2 separate regions of the Anas platyrhynchos genome follow, and region 2 is linked to region 1. Evidence: chromatin contacts called from public Hi-C data. All regions are on one chromosome and are shown on one strand. Each heading gives the region's core, a stretch centred on a gene start, on an enhancer-like site or on the middle of the called end of the contact. The rest is flanking DNA. Distances are from core to core; before and after follow the strand shown.

What was found. A called contact is a pair of places that touch in the nucleus more often than the background predicts.
Region 2: a Hi-C map of subcutaneous adipose tissue shows a contact between it and region 1, with 2.6 times the contacts expected there. The contact joins the promoter of CMAS here to the enhancer-like site in region 1. A contact is called at or near these places in 2 of 8 Hi-C or Micro-C datasets (liver and subcutaneous adipose tissue).

The regions. Positions count from the first base shown.
Region 1 is chr1:75,924,672-75,932,062 of IASCAAS_PekinDuck_T2T, forward strand. It overlaps LDHB (lactate dehydrogenase B), which reads right to left. Exons shown (of 8, transcript XM_027449997.3): 5 at 5,946-6,119; 6 at 4,537-4,654; 7 at 3,589-3,712; 8 at 2,447-2,801. The coding sequence ends at 2,634. Among named protein-coding and RNA genes, the nearest start is that of LDHB, 9.1 kb to the right of the region's middle. Within about 2 kb of position 3,145, at least 2 of the 8 cell types and tissues checked have an H3K27ac peak or open chromatin away from gene starts, as enhancers often do. A contact at or near this core is called in subcutaneous adipose tissue, where this site is marked.
Region 2 is chr1:76,114,751-76,122,141 of IASCAAS_PekinDuck_T2T, forward strand. CMAS (cytidine monophosphate N-acetylneuraminic acid synthetase) reads left to right here and starts at 3,280. Exons shown (of 8, transcript XM_027449995.3): 1 at 3,280-3,517; 2 at 5,596-5,738; 3 at 5,942-6,097. The coding sequence starts at 3,357.

The sequences.
Region 1 (7,391 bases), core at 1,895-4,394:
AGCTGTTAGCTCTTCACCTGCTTAATGTCAAGGCACAAAAGATCTTGCAATACTGTTGATTTTACGATCACTAGCAAACAAACCTCTGTGGACTGAGGGGTTTAAGGAGCAGTTAATAGACACTAGGTGACAATTAGCTTCCCAGCTCAAGCAGCGATTCCCATGTTAATTTCAAGATGTCACAATCAACTTCAGGTCTCAGCTTGCTGATCACAGAACAAGGAAGATATGACACTACTCTTTAATAGGTAAGGAATGCATGCTGATATAATCAGGGTCAAATGACAGTTTATTGCAGCTGAGTGAACTTTTTAAAAAAATTCCTTGTTGGAAAGAAAAAGGACCCACTCCTTGTTCTCTAAGAGAGCTGATGCCTCTTGACACACACCAGTCTCAAGAATCCCATGAAAGTAACATGCCACAACACAGTTTTGAATTAATGCATTAACTGAGTACAGCACAAGGAAGAACAAAGCAGGAAAAGAACTACACAGAGGTAACCAGCTAAATGTGATCAGGTGAAAGTTGCCGGTGGTTATATCATGCAGTCATTGCTAATACCACACCAATTGATCATGAACTTTTTTTTAGTAGGAACTTGAGCTAGTCAATCTATCCAGGTGTGGAGAGACTTCCAGTGAGATCTTCACACTGAGTTCTGACAGCAGAGACTGACTCCCCCCCATCCTACCAATAGTTTGGCATTTAGCTTGTGATTGAGAACAGAATCTCCCATAAGATCTTCTTGTGATACCCTTTGTAAATAACACTGTCACTAGCATCCCAATACATGGTATCTCACTGGCTATGTAATACTTGATATATCACAGGGTATCAGTTATTTCACACTACAGAAAAGCTTGCTGGGTGTTCTATTTAAAAAGAAACTACAAAAGCTACCTACATACTTCTGTAAGTGCTTCCATCCACTACTCAGTGTTATCTCAGTGTTATGATAGAGCTAGAAAAGGCTCTGACATATGCTATTGTCCACACCAGGATTGTCTTCCACAGTAATTTGGAAAAGGGAAAAGATTCAACTGAAATATTTTATACCTGACATTAAGTCCTTAATGTATCATAAGGCTGTATTATCAGATCTATGTTTACCTGGTTTTGATAGTATTGTCTCATACTAGAAGGCATTCACTATTATTTATTTATTTTTTTTTTTACATAGAATAGATTATTTTCTGTTTAGGTATTAAAGAATCACTAAGCAAACAAAATGAAAGTGTCATTTTGACTTCTGCTTAAAAAATTAAGTAGCAAAAGGACCTTCCTGCTGATAAATTCGTGAAATCAGCAATTTCCAGAGGACAGAGGCCAAAAAAAAAAAAATCACATAATAAACATGAGCACTGAACACTCACAACTGCCCAAACCTCAGACAACTGGCTTAGCAGTCAGAATAAGTTTTATCTTTTATCTGAGCAAAGTTGCCCTGGCAGCTGAAAGGGCCAGCCAGACCCTGTGGTACAAGCTTGGTTTACAGAAGGCTGATAGGCAGCCTCATTGTGATCAAGAGCTTTGTCAAAAGCAGGAGACACTGGTCTCTTCTCTCTAGTGACCAGCAGTAGGACCCAAGGGAACAGCATGAAGCTGTGTGAGTGTCCTCCACTGACACCCTTCATTATTCCAAGTCTCTGCTCACCCCCCCTCCCTCCCCCAGGTCTTTCTGTATTGGGATATTTCATGAATGTTGTTCAGAGTAAGTGTCACAAATAAAGGAGTTTAATTCTCAGCAACTTGCTTTTATCACCCTTTTATCTCAGCCTTTTATTTATTTTATGGTTATTGTCAATTCTGTAAGTGCACAGAAACAATTAGAAAACAAAACTTAAGGATATTTCAGCAATCTGTTCTCTATAACATTTGTATGGCTTCCAAAATTGGACACAGCAGTTTAAGGCCCAAATCTATGACCATAAGACTCCAGCCCAACTAAACACTGGGACTTCAGTAATCAAGAGAAGTTTACTGATACAAAACATCACTGAAAAACAGACATCAGTAACAGGCAAATAAGTGAATCTAACGTAAGATAAATGTAAACAGTGTTTTTCCCACAGCAGGTTTCTAGATCTATAGGACCCTTTCTCTAGGTTTCTGTAGGGTAGTGGTAAACAAGACCTTAACGTTGGCATATTTTTGATGGGTGGCCCACAGGGAAACCCCCTATTCAATTTCTACTCAGCAGTAAAAATATCAGAAAAGAATTTGGACATAAGCTACACTTAAATGATTATATGGACTGAAAATATCATACAGAAACAGCTTCCAGTAAGACTGTATTAGTGAAATCTCACCACAGGTGACTACATTGTTTTTAACCTTATAACCACACATCTATCCTTTAGTGTCTGCCACAGACTACATGAAAGTAGAATGCTTTATCTAGAAGAAACTAGAAATACCAGAAATAAGTCACTAGGACAACAAAACATGCCTGAAAGTTACTTTATTTGTTCATAAGGTCTGTGCGTTACAGCAAGCATAAGTTTAGCTACTGTGGACAAAAGCTCAGTCTGGAAGAGCATTAAATGTTAACCATGGAGATGTATAGTGAGTAGAGCGCCCACATTTGCACACAACACGCTGTTTTTCTATTGCTGGAATTTAACACTTGTTAATTACATATCTTTGAGATCTTTCTGGATGCTCCACAATGTATCTGCACTCTTCTTCAGCTGAGCCACCTCATCATCCTTCAGCTTTTGGTTGATGACACTGGTCAATCCAGAGGCACTTAGGACACAAGGCAGGCTCAGGAAGACATCATTCTCAATGCCATACGTGCCCTGCAACAAACAAAATAGTACATTACTGACAGAAACCCATAACCCCAGATTTGCATGTCAAGAATCTTTCCGATAGAAGGTCTTAAAACCTGCAGAAAGCAGGCTTATTTTACAGCCTGCAGAAAGTTCAGTCAATGTATTTGAAGGTACAAAAAGCTATTATTTAAAACCAAATAGCAATACTGAAATAGATGACTTCAGAAATTCCACCTCTAAAAGCCTCAATTTTGTTTATATCCAACAAGCAGTTGACAAATCTCAGAGATACAGGATTATGGTATGTTGCAGTGACAACTCTGTTTCCTGACTATAGAGGGAGCTGTAAATTCAGTTTGCTCACATTCCTTCCTCCATGTGGGATTATGCAACTAGTACAGACTAAATGCAGGCAACTATATATCAGCTATACAGGACATGCTCTTCCCTACCACCTTTGCTAGGGGGTGTTTTGAGGAATCACAGCTGGACCTCTTTGAAGTTTAGTATTTTTGCATGGAGATTTTCTTTTAATGAAGCTGCATACCATGCATAGCAAACTTTACACAAGGGTAATACAGTACTAGACAGTACAGAGCACTTAGTTTGGCTCCAGACTTGTTCTAAGGATAAGCTAAGAAGAGAAAAAAGTTAAAACAGTAAGTTCCCTGTATAACATTTCAAATTCAATACTTTTTAAACAAAGCTTCCTTTGTACATCACCTCGCCGACAGTTTTAGTCTTTTCATAGTCTAGTTTCTCCCACAATGAAAACATGAACTAGAGGATCCAATTAGCCACCATTTCTTACCTTTACCAGTGTTGACACTGAATGAACCCGGCACAAGTTCTTCAGCATGGTCTCACAGAGCTCAGCAACACTAAGGCCAATGGCCCAGTTTGTGTACCCCTTCAGCCTGATTACCTCATAGGCACTAAGGAAACATTAAAATAGTCACATTAAGATTTAGTATTCCAAAAAGTATATTGAAGACCTTAAGATAAACAAAGGTTTCCCATTTGAAGAACTCCCTGATATGCTAAGTTTTAGGATTAAAACATTTAAGTCATTTCAGCATAAAAGATAAAGTCTACATTACCCCATATGTATATTTACAAAACCCTATTGTTCTCTTAGCTGAAGAAAAGATTCGTAGATTCCATGTGTGAACTATTATTTTAGTGAAAGGTAGAAAAACAAAAGAAAACAGATTCCTTATTCAAATGAGTAGGACAATGGCTTAGATATTCCAAATGTATTCAGAATGATGAAGTAGACATAGAGCTGCATACCACCCCCCCATCTTAGTTGTTTTACCCAATGTCTGAAAGCTTTACACCACCTTAGTGAGACAGGTAAATTAGGGACATAAATATCAGCTTTTTTTGTGATTTGTCAAAAGTTTTCCTAGGACTCAACTCCAATGCTCTGCTCACAAAAACATATCACCTTTTCCTACTGTCTTGCTCCCTTTGTACAAGGATTGCCATGTAAGAAGCTACTTGCACAAATGCAAGTGTATACTGGTTCTGTAAGCCCTGCACTACTCAAGTAGGTACATCGCACAAGAGTTGTAAGCACTGCAGGAAAATAAAGCTTACCAACTGAAATCCTGCATTTGTGCTTAAACTAGTACTTTCACTTATGTAACCCCTCCTAATATGAGGGCATTAAAGCTGCAACAGAATGGAGATGCAGCATGCAGAAATGCTATTTCTAGTATCAAATGCATCCATAGAATTCCTTAAGTTACTGTACCTTTCAACCACTTGCTTGTGGACTTCCTTCCAGTTCTCACTGTCTTTGTCAGTTCCCATGGCAGGATTCAGCTCCTGGAGAGAAACGCCTGCCACATTAACTCCGCTCCAAACAGCCACTACAACACAGAGAGAGGACATAAGCTTTCACAGCACTTCACTAAGCAAAGTAGAGGATTACTTACTAATATAAACTTGAAATAAAGTCATAGCAGCTAGAACCACAATAGTTTGAAAAGAAGGTTTTCTATTTTAATTTAGCTATGGTTACCTCTGAAGACTCTAGGCACCAAGTTTGAGATTATTTTAGTACTGGTACAGATTAAACTACAGAACTTTGAGTCCTCTGGACAAGTACTTTTCAAGTCAGAAACCTCAAATTTGAGCAAACAGGCACATCTTAGTTGTTCAGCCTTTTAAAACTAGCTTTATTCAAGAATTACAAAAGTATGTAATTGCTGTCCCACAAATCAGTATGAAGATATTCTCCAAGAACTGTACTCTATTTCCCTGAATAACGGGATAGCAATATGCAAACTTAGAATACCAAGAGAAGGATTTGCAAGTCTCTTCACATCAGAAGCTTACAGGCACTCTCCCCTGTTCCTGCACAGTAACCAGGAAATTTTCTAGTTACTTCAAAGCAAAAGTAGATGAAAGTGAAGCAGAACAAGCTCTGTGTATACTCAACCAAGTTCTGCTTTCGTGACAGCACAGGTCTGGCTTCAGTTAGTACTGTAGTTGATCAGACACTACTTTAATCAAATGCAACGTGCCATTGAAGATATGGCTCCCTTACGAAAACAGTACTACAATTTAAAGCAGCACCCATCTTCTGGACAGAAGTTCTGCTGCATCTTTTCAGACTTGAAATAAACATGAAAACTAAGATGAATAAGCTTCTTTGATCTCATGATTTTCCAAAGTTATCTTTTGAAAACCTCTTTAAATAGCATGGAAGAGAATCACAAAATAAGGGAAGGAATAGTTGTTAGCTTGAATCTGGATTGTAAGCCTTTTCTATTATTTACAACAATTTCTGCCACTCACCTAGTACAAACTAATACTGCTTTCAGAAAAGAATCATGTTGGAGACCATATATTAGAGTAATCCACAAAAACTAAGGATAAGGTAGTAAACTACAGTCCTTAGGACACAGCACGAGATTGGTGAACACTGGTCTTTTCAATTCAGGATTGAATTATACATCCTGAATCACTTTCAGGAAAGAGGCATAGCTAGATTTCCTGAACTTTCCTGGACTTTGTTGTCCTATGATCTTAATTAGGTGACAGTATAGTGCCAGTCACTCAAGCTCAGCCACATCTGTTTTCAGATTTTTATAACACATTCAGCCTCAGTCTGTAACACTGTTTTTTAATCCCAAAGTGGTGAAAACTGCTCCTTACCACTGGAATCACCATGTTCTCCTAGAATCCAGCCATGGCAGCTGGTTGGGTGGATACCAAGTCTCTCAGCCATCAGGTAGCGGAATCTAGCTGTGTCTAGATTGCAGCCACTTCCAATCACACGGTGTTTTGGCAGGCCACTTAGCTTCCATGTGACATAGGTTAATATATCAACTAAAAAGAAGAGCATGTATAGTAAATGAAACTGTTCACATATACCACAAAGAATGTTCCAGCAAGCACTTTACTACAATCATTAGGGCGATCAAGAGGACACAAAAAGAGGACACAGCATTCCACCAGCTACTAGGAAGAAAATTAATTCTGTTCTAACTGAAACCAGGACACAGACAGGCTCATTGTTCACATTTTAGACCTATCCTATTTGCAGGATTAAGATGAATATATCACCTAAGTTCAGGACCCATCTAGCTACCACTCAAAACATATTAAGGAAGGCCTTTGGATATAAAATATCCTACCAGCCAAAACTGCAGGAGCTTTTTTTGGTCACAGCTAGACCCCTAGGGCATCTGGAATTGAGACAGAATTCTTCATCTAAAGACAGTCAAGTGATTTCCTGAAGTAATGCCACCTTCCACTTCACAATAAGAGGCAAGAACAATTTACAATAAAAATTTGAAAATTATATACTACTTGAGGTTTGTTTATTGAACACATCTTCATTAAACAGTTTCTGCACTGAATACCTCTTTAGTATGGAAAGCCAAATGAGCTCTATGCTTTGGCTGCATGTGGCTCTAAAAATAGTTTTAGAAAAACAAACCAGTTAAGGTTTTTCTTGTCTGCTGCAACCTATCTCTGTAGCTCAAAGCAGCAATAATGATCAGACAACAATAAATTCTGACTTCAAAACTCAAGGAGAAACCAGTACTCAGGAGGAATGTATTTATATATAGATCATTTACTCAGGCACTGAAAGCACATAACAGGAAGGTGCGAACTGCACTGAGACTACAAGTGGCATACCCACTAGGCATTGCTTCCCTAGAGCCACAATTGGCACAGTTCCTGCCAGGGCCAGAGCAATCTATGTATAGACTATGGAGCTCCTCCCTTTCAAATAAGTACATTCACTCTGGCTTCCAGATGCCAAGATGCATCACAGTTCTGGGCACAGCTTTGTCATCTCACTGTTCATCAACAGTAGGGCTTTCCACCTGGGACAGGATGTAGACAGTGTTAAGAGTTACAGCCCAGACAGATCTGTCATATTCCAGTGCTCCTGAAGTCCTTTCTAATGCGCTCACAGTACTTTCCACTACACCCACTAGTTGTACAAGACAATTCCACACATTCTGAGAGAAAGCAAAGCAAAACAACTCCAGAAAAGCAGTGTGCAGTTCTCAGCTATGCTATAGGACAGGTCTTTAGTTTGAATTCAGCCTTGCTAGAACAGGAACAATTTGATTTGTGACTTGATTT
Region 2 (7,391 bases), core at 2,030-4,529, 190 kb after region 1:
TAGGTCAATGGCAGTCTTACCATTGTTATTAAGGAGTCAGGCTTTCACCAACATACCAGAAAGGCTCTGACTCACGAAGCTCCAATGTGAGCTTCAGAGAACCACTGTTAGACACTTTTCCCATCTTACAGACTAAGAACAGTGTTGCAATCACTGTGAACAGACTCATGACTGACTGGCAGTTCAGAAGATGGAGGGCAGGGTAGATGTCACAACTGGCCGTTCAGAGGATGTTAGTTTGAATGCATACCCGGGCACTCATTAGGATGAGGTTTCTTGTTCAGCCATGCTTGAAACACATTGTATTTAATAGTCACATACTGCGTAACAAAGTATTGCTCTAAACATCCAAGAGATTAATAGGCATTGTGCTAAGGTCCACAGCGTGCTGCCTGTTAGTAGATCATAACCTTTGAACAGTGATCACAGTAACAGCTCAGCACAGATCTACCTAATACCTTCAATTTTGTTCATTTGTCTCCCTGCTCTTATGCACAGATGTGAATGAATGGACTTCTTTCTAAAGCAAAACTACAGTGTGATAGTTTATAGCAACTGAACTATGGCCAGAAAGGAAATTTGCAGATTTTATTATCCCCAGTGGAATAGCATGACATGGAACATGTTTTTAAAATAGATTTATTCCCCCTACTTTTGCTAGCTTATCAGTATTTCCTTGAAATGAGCCAGTTTGGGGCTCATTGTTCAAGGATAGTTGGACATGATAGGAGTAGGGGTGGGCAGGCTGTACAGTCACAAGACCACAACCACATTATGTGATGTGGGAATATGTGCTGCATTAGCTAGCAGTGATGGGAGAGCTGAAACCCTTTCCTCCATTCTGGGAAACCTGTGCCTGCAGGCCATTTCATGATTACATAAAACAGAGTACATGCTCCAAAGAAACAGAAAGCATAGCATTGTATTCTTTGTTTTGTTCTCCACTGCTCTATTATTAGAATAGCAAATGTTCTTATCTCAGAGTGTTATAACCCACACAGTCCCTTCAGGAGCAAGCTGCCAGTACAAATACAGAAGAAACAAGTCAAAATATGTTTAGGTTAGTAATATATACTCAGACTAGCTCAGAGTTTCATCTTTGGATACTAAATCAGCTGTCTGCTGAAATCTCAGTGTTATCAAGCCCATAAAGCATAAAATGCCACATATGTTAAAAATGGGTGGGGGTGGGGGGAATAGCCTGGAAACTATCCAAACGTGCTTTAGCAAGTAGTGTGACACAGTAATAGTTTATGTGCTTTGAGATTCAATTCAGAAGTGTACTCTTGTTTTGAACAAAAATGTTGATATAGATGCATTTGGGCCGTTAGTCTAACAGTCAGTAATAGCTTAATTGGAACAAGTCAAATAATTATAAAGTCAATCTTAAAAACTAGGCTTACAGCTACAAGAGGATGGATATCTTTAGTTAAAAGTCATGACAATGTCGCACATGTCTTTCATATAAACTAGGGGAACATGGTTTACATGAAAATATTTTAAGGTGGGGACAGAACTGGTTGCTGTAGGAGCAAATGCAAGATACTGCATTTGGGCAGGTATTGCCAGATGCAAAGACACAGCTTGGAAGCATCTGGCTATGTATCAGCTCTTGCAGGAGCAAATCTTAGGCCAAAGTGAATCACTGGCTGAATTACGTCAATATTGTGCAAGAAAAGGAAAACTAGAGATGTACAAATGAGAATACAACCTTCAAGGTACATGAGGTACTGGTACTTTTGCTTCTCTCACTTGCAATGTTCTGTTTAATTTTGAGTCCTACATTATCATCATTCTTGAGAATAATGGGGATGATCAGAAGCCTGAAGATTTGAACTAAATGAAGGTAACTTGCTCCTAAAAAGGAAAAGTCTAAGAATTGAGATGGTGTCTATTTTCAAATATGCATATGCCTGTTATAGAGAGATAGGAAATAAAACTATTCTGAATATCTGTTCTAGATAAGACATGAATTAATGGGCTAACATTGCAGAAAGGAAGATTCAGTAAAGATTAGGAAAGGCTTTGCTATCATATGTTTCTCAAGATTGCCTGGAGTACTGATAGTCTAAAAGACTGGGTTAGGTACATGTCTATGAAGAAAGGCAACAGTATTTAAGATATCAACTTGAGGACCATTCCAGCCCCACGAGTAAAAGACGTGCTTTTGGTGTGAAGGGAAAAATACAAACAGGTTTTAATTATGTACAGACCTGTAATAAAAATTCTTACTAGATGCACCCCATCTAGAAAAGCTATGATGCATGCTAGATCTTCTAATGTCATTTCTTTTCTTTGTAAATAAAAGGTGAACCAGAATTGGCTCCTTGTTTAGGATATCCCTGGATTATGAGAAAGTACCAAACTGAATTATGAAGTTCAAGTATCTTTGCCATTAAATCATCCAATTTTCACAAGGTGATGAACCAAAAGACAAATCTTTTCAACCCATTCCTACTTAACTTGTAGGCATTTTGATTATTCTGGCAGGTATCCTACTTAATGTGTAGGCATTTTGATTATTGTAGCAGCTATCTAAGAAGCTCAGAAAGAGATTTAATAGAGCATATGATCTCTTTGCTGTGTTTCATTGAACAGATGTCCTCTTCAGAAAGAACAAAACCCCAGCGATTATTCTTTTTAATGTGTTCCTAGAGCTGAATATAACTGGGAGTGTTTCCCCTCGCAGCGGTAGACAAGCTCCATCTGCTCTGTGACACATCTCAGATAACCTGAGGACAACTTCAGCAAAATGTGGGACACGTTCCCGTGATGGGCTGAAAACGCGAGTCTCCAGGACTGACTTCATAATGCTGCTCAACAGCCTCTACTTCCTGTTTTCCAGATTGTATTAAAAAGCAATTTCCTCTGTGGCAGTATAGCATTGGTAGTGCATCACTTTATCTTATCCATCCGGTTTCTAGAGGTGAATTCTTAGAACTTGGGGCGTAGTTTTACGCTTAACGCGGTTATTAGCAGGTGGAAAACAAGCGAGGACTGGTTTATGTTCTCATGTCAAAAGGCTCCGGCGTGATTACTCTGCCCTCTGCCGGCGCTCTCCCCACGGGAAGGACGTGAAAGTTTGAAGATTTATGCTGGCAGCTGACGGAAAGCTGCTGAATCCAGTCAGTTGAGGGCCACGCAGCACTCCTGACGCGGCCTGCAGGCGTGCTCAGCCCCAGGCTGCCAGGGCAGCCCCGCCCCGCCCCGCCACGCCCCGCCCTGCCCCAGCCGCCACGCCACCTCCCAGCCTCCCTCACGTCCCCGCCCAACGGCCGCCCTCTTGCGCACACGCAGGCGCGGAGCGGGACTACACTTCCCATCATGCAGCCGCAGTAGCGGGAAGGGCGCCCGGCATGGAGGCGGGCGAGGCGCGGCCGCGCGCCCACCTGGCCGCGCTGGTGCTGGCGCGCGGCGGCAGCAAGGGGATCCCGCTGAAGAACATCAAACTGCTGGCGGGCGTGCCGCTCGTCGGCTGGGTGCTGCGCGCCGCGCTGGACGCCGGCGTCTTCCACAGGTGCGCATGCGCACTCCGCATCCCCCCCCCCCCAACCCCCCTGGGTGTGTGAGGGTGGGCGGGGGCCGTTACCCCCAGGCAGGGTCGGTGCCGGCGGGGTGCTGTGCCCTCGGGAGCCAGCGTGGGGCTGCGGGGGTTGGGGAGCCGGGAGCAGGAAGGGTGTCAGGGGTGGTGGCCCGAGGCTGGTTGCCCTCGTTGTGACAGAGCTGCGACATCTCAAGTGGCGTTTGTGGTCCTGCAGGGTGTCCTAGTGCTGCGCGTGCCCAAAAAATGTTGCTCGGTTTTCCTTGTGCCTTCGTGCTATGTATGCGAAGACAGCAGTAAAATCATCCCCCTGCCTGCGCTGTGTAAGGCTGAGGGAGCGTGCTTCTGTCAGCCTCTCCAAGTTCCCAGAGTCGTGGAGGCAGAGAAAGTCCCAGAATTGCCAAAGAGAAGGAAATAATTGTGTGCTCAGAAGCAGGAGCTCACTTTGTGGCAAAGTGTGTGAAACTTTGGCAGCAACCATTAGTCACATAGAAGCAAACACATCAGTTGTGCTAAGAACGTGGGCATTACGAATTTCTTTCATTCTACCAGAAGAAACATGAGAATTTTCCTCACACGTACTAGTAACTGTAATCAAAACTAGTGCGTGGTTAGGATACTCTTGGTACGTAGCACGCTTAGGTGCAACTTCCTGGTACAACCCTTCTGTGTTATGTTAGGAGCAGGGACTTGAAGTTCAGGTTTTATAGTAAAGTGTACAAATGTAGCCTGACCAGATGCAGAGCTGGAAGTATGCACAAATCTGCCATATCCCATAGCTACTGTACTATTATCCCATAAAACCTTACCATAGTCTGAAAAGTACAGTAAGCATCTGTGGCTTTATTTTTAATAAAGAAACAGTTAAAACATTTCTGACCTAGATCATTGATAATAACTTCATGCAGGTGAATCCATATTGTTTAACAACCTGTTATGAATATGAGGGTTTGAGTGACCTCCATGTTTCTACTTGAATTTTCCTGATAGGAGTGAGTCATAACAGGTGTGTTAGATGAAAGTGTGATGGGTTTTCAAGTCCCTTTTGAAGCAGCTGTGCTGACAGTGTACACATTACACAGCAAAACACTGTTAGTCAAATGGGTAGGGTATGTTTAAACTAGCTACGCTGAAAGAGGTTACAGAAAATACATCTTCCGCATTCATTTACGTGGGTGTGATTTGATATTGCTGTCACTGTTATACACAGATTCTGATAATCTCATGATGTTTTTGAATGGAAAAGTTTAACTAAAGCACCACTTGCTATGTGCAGTGCACTGAGAATGCCGTTATTGCTGAGAGAATAAAGTTTTTTTCATTTTTTTTTCTGCATCTCCTATGCTTTTTTGTCATAATAATGGCAGCAGCCACCTTGCAGTATTAAGGTAGTGTTTACCTTCACATGATACTCAGACTTTGTCCTTCCTTTTGTAAATGTTTATTATCTCTGACGCACAACAGTCTTGCCTTGCTAGTATTGAAGGTTTTCAGTGCCACAACACACACAGTTGTAACTTGAACAGTTCTTTCCCTGGGACTGTATGGAGCCTAACTGATAGATTTTAAAATGATTGCAGGATAAGCTATTTGTCTAACTGAGTGGCATTTTTACTTACTGTTAGCCTTGTTTCTGAACTCTGCAGTGATTTTGAATACATCACTCAAACCAGTCATAATACAATGATCTTTTAGCATGCCTAACATTGTGGCATGCTGGCAATAGATTTTTCTTCTAGTTACAACTTTGAATTTTATGTTGCTTAAGATACCTATGGATGTGGTAGATCAGGCACCCTACAGAATTAAATTGAAATGCAACCCAGGCTTTAGATTGTACAATCTGATGAATGTGTGTGTGTTTTATCCCTGTTGTTAAACGTGCTTTGTTGGACTGACAAGTAGTTTTACCACACAAATAAAAGAACTAGTTGCTTTCATTGCCAGGTACAGTACAGAGAGTTGTTCAGGTTAGCAGATTACAGCAGACAAGTGGACAGTACTGGGTGTTGTTCTCTATGTAATCATTCATTTATGTCACTGTCTGCCAACAGTGTGTGGGTTTCTACAGACCACGATGAAATCGAGAAGGTTGCAAAGCAGTTTGGCGCCCAAGTTCATCGTCGAAGCCCTGAAGTATCTCAAGACTCCTCTACTTCTCTAGAAGCTATCAGAGAGTTTCTTAATCATCATCAGGGTAAATCAGTAATGAAACATGCGGAGCTTTTATGTTGTAGCCCTGTAAGGATGATGCACTTAGTATTTAGAAAAATAAGTAAATCCTGTAGTAAGTTGAAGCTGGAAAGATTCTCCTTTTGCGGCATCCACTCATACCACATTTTGGGGTTGTATGTATTAAAATACTCATTGTTTCATAAATGTTTCTTTATTTTTCTTTAGAGGTTGATATTGTAGGAAATATTCAAGCAACATCTCCCTGTTTACATCCCAGTGATCTTATAAAAGTGGCAGATCTGATCCAGAAAGAGGGCTTTGATTCTGTCTTCTCTGTTGTGAGACGGCATCAATTTAGATGGAGCGAGGTAAAAAAAGGAGGTAATATTTATCTGTTTCTGGTTACAGTTGAATAAGTAAAACTTTGATTAATTTTAAGCGTTTAATGTTTGTACCTATGACATTTATATCTGGAAGGGCCTTTAGAGACATAGGCTGTCTTCTTTGGAAGGTTAAGATCACTTAAGATTCCTCTTAAGTAGTGCTGTTTTAATATTACTGATCATTGCTCAGACAATCTTAAGATGCTGAAAATGAAAATACTATTATCCTGTCTAGGCTCAAAAAATAACTTCCCTAAACTTTACATGTCAACATCTGCTTGGTGGGTGTTGATGTTTTTGTGGACATGACTCTGACGTCCTGTCTTAACTAGGGAACTGTTTAGTCTTACTGTGTAATAGCTAATAAGTAGCAAATAACGTGAGCTAAATCTTAGTCAAGACCGGATGGCAACCTCATAGCTTGGAGGCTTAGGGTTGTTTTCAGCCTGCTAAATTGTCAGCTGACTCAAGTGAGATTGCAAACTGCCTTTGATTCATAAGGAATGAAGTCAAGTAGCTTATACAGAAATTACTGTTTTTCCTAGACAAAATATTCTTCTTTCCAAGGTGACTCAGGACTGAACTTTACTTAAAAAGCTTATATGTTATCATAGCTAGATAAGTATCTTCTGTGCTTGTACTAAGAACTATTCCCTACATTGCTTCTGTTTCTGTGATTAAAGTAGAAATTTTTGCTTCCTTTTTTTTTTTTTTTTTCACAAAATGATTAGTTCAGATATTGTCACATTTTTATTTTCTAAAAATAAATATGTTACTCAGATACTAATGTTATTCTGTTGATATCTAAAATGTTTCAGATGTAATTTTTTGTGAGTTCACAAAGTGTCATGCTGTAAAAGAAAATGCGAAGTAGATGAATGTTGATACCGGAGGTATGTTGGAATAAAAATTTGGCCTTTGTTTAGAATAAACAGATAACATGAACACACTCCTTTTTCCTCATAAGAGGAGGAAAATTTATTGATAAATGTGTAAGAGGAATATCAAAATCATGGATAGAAGTGTAGGATTCGGTGGTTTGTATTTTAGATGACTAGGTGAAAGTCCACTTCATGTCTTGAGATGCTAGATGGACATCTGAAAATCTAAATCTCATTTGGATGTACCATGTGGCTTTGAAATGATGGTGTGCCACCACTTCTCCATAGGTATTTGGTAACCTGTATCGACCTCTGTAAATAACATCTATCCTCAAATTGTTACAATAAAAAAGCCTGGACACCTACCTAAAAGAGCAAATTGCTCTTTAGTGCAAAAAGATACCTGAAGTC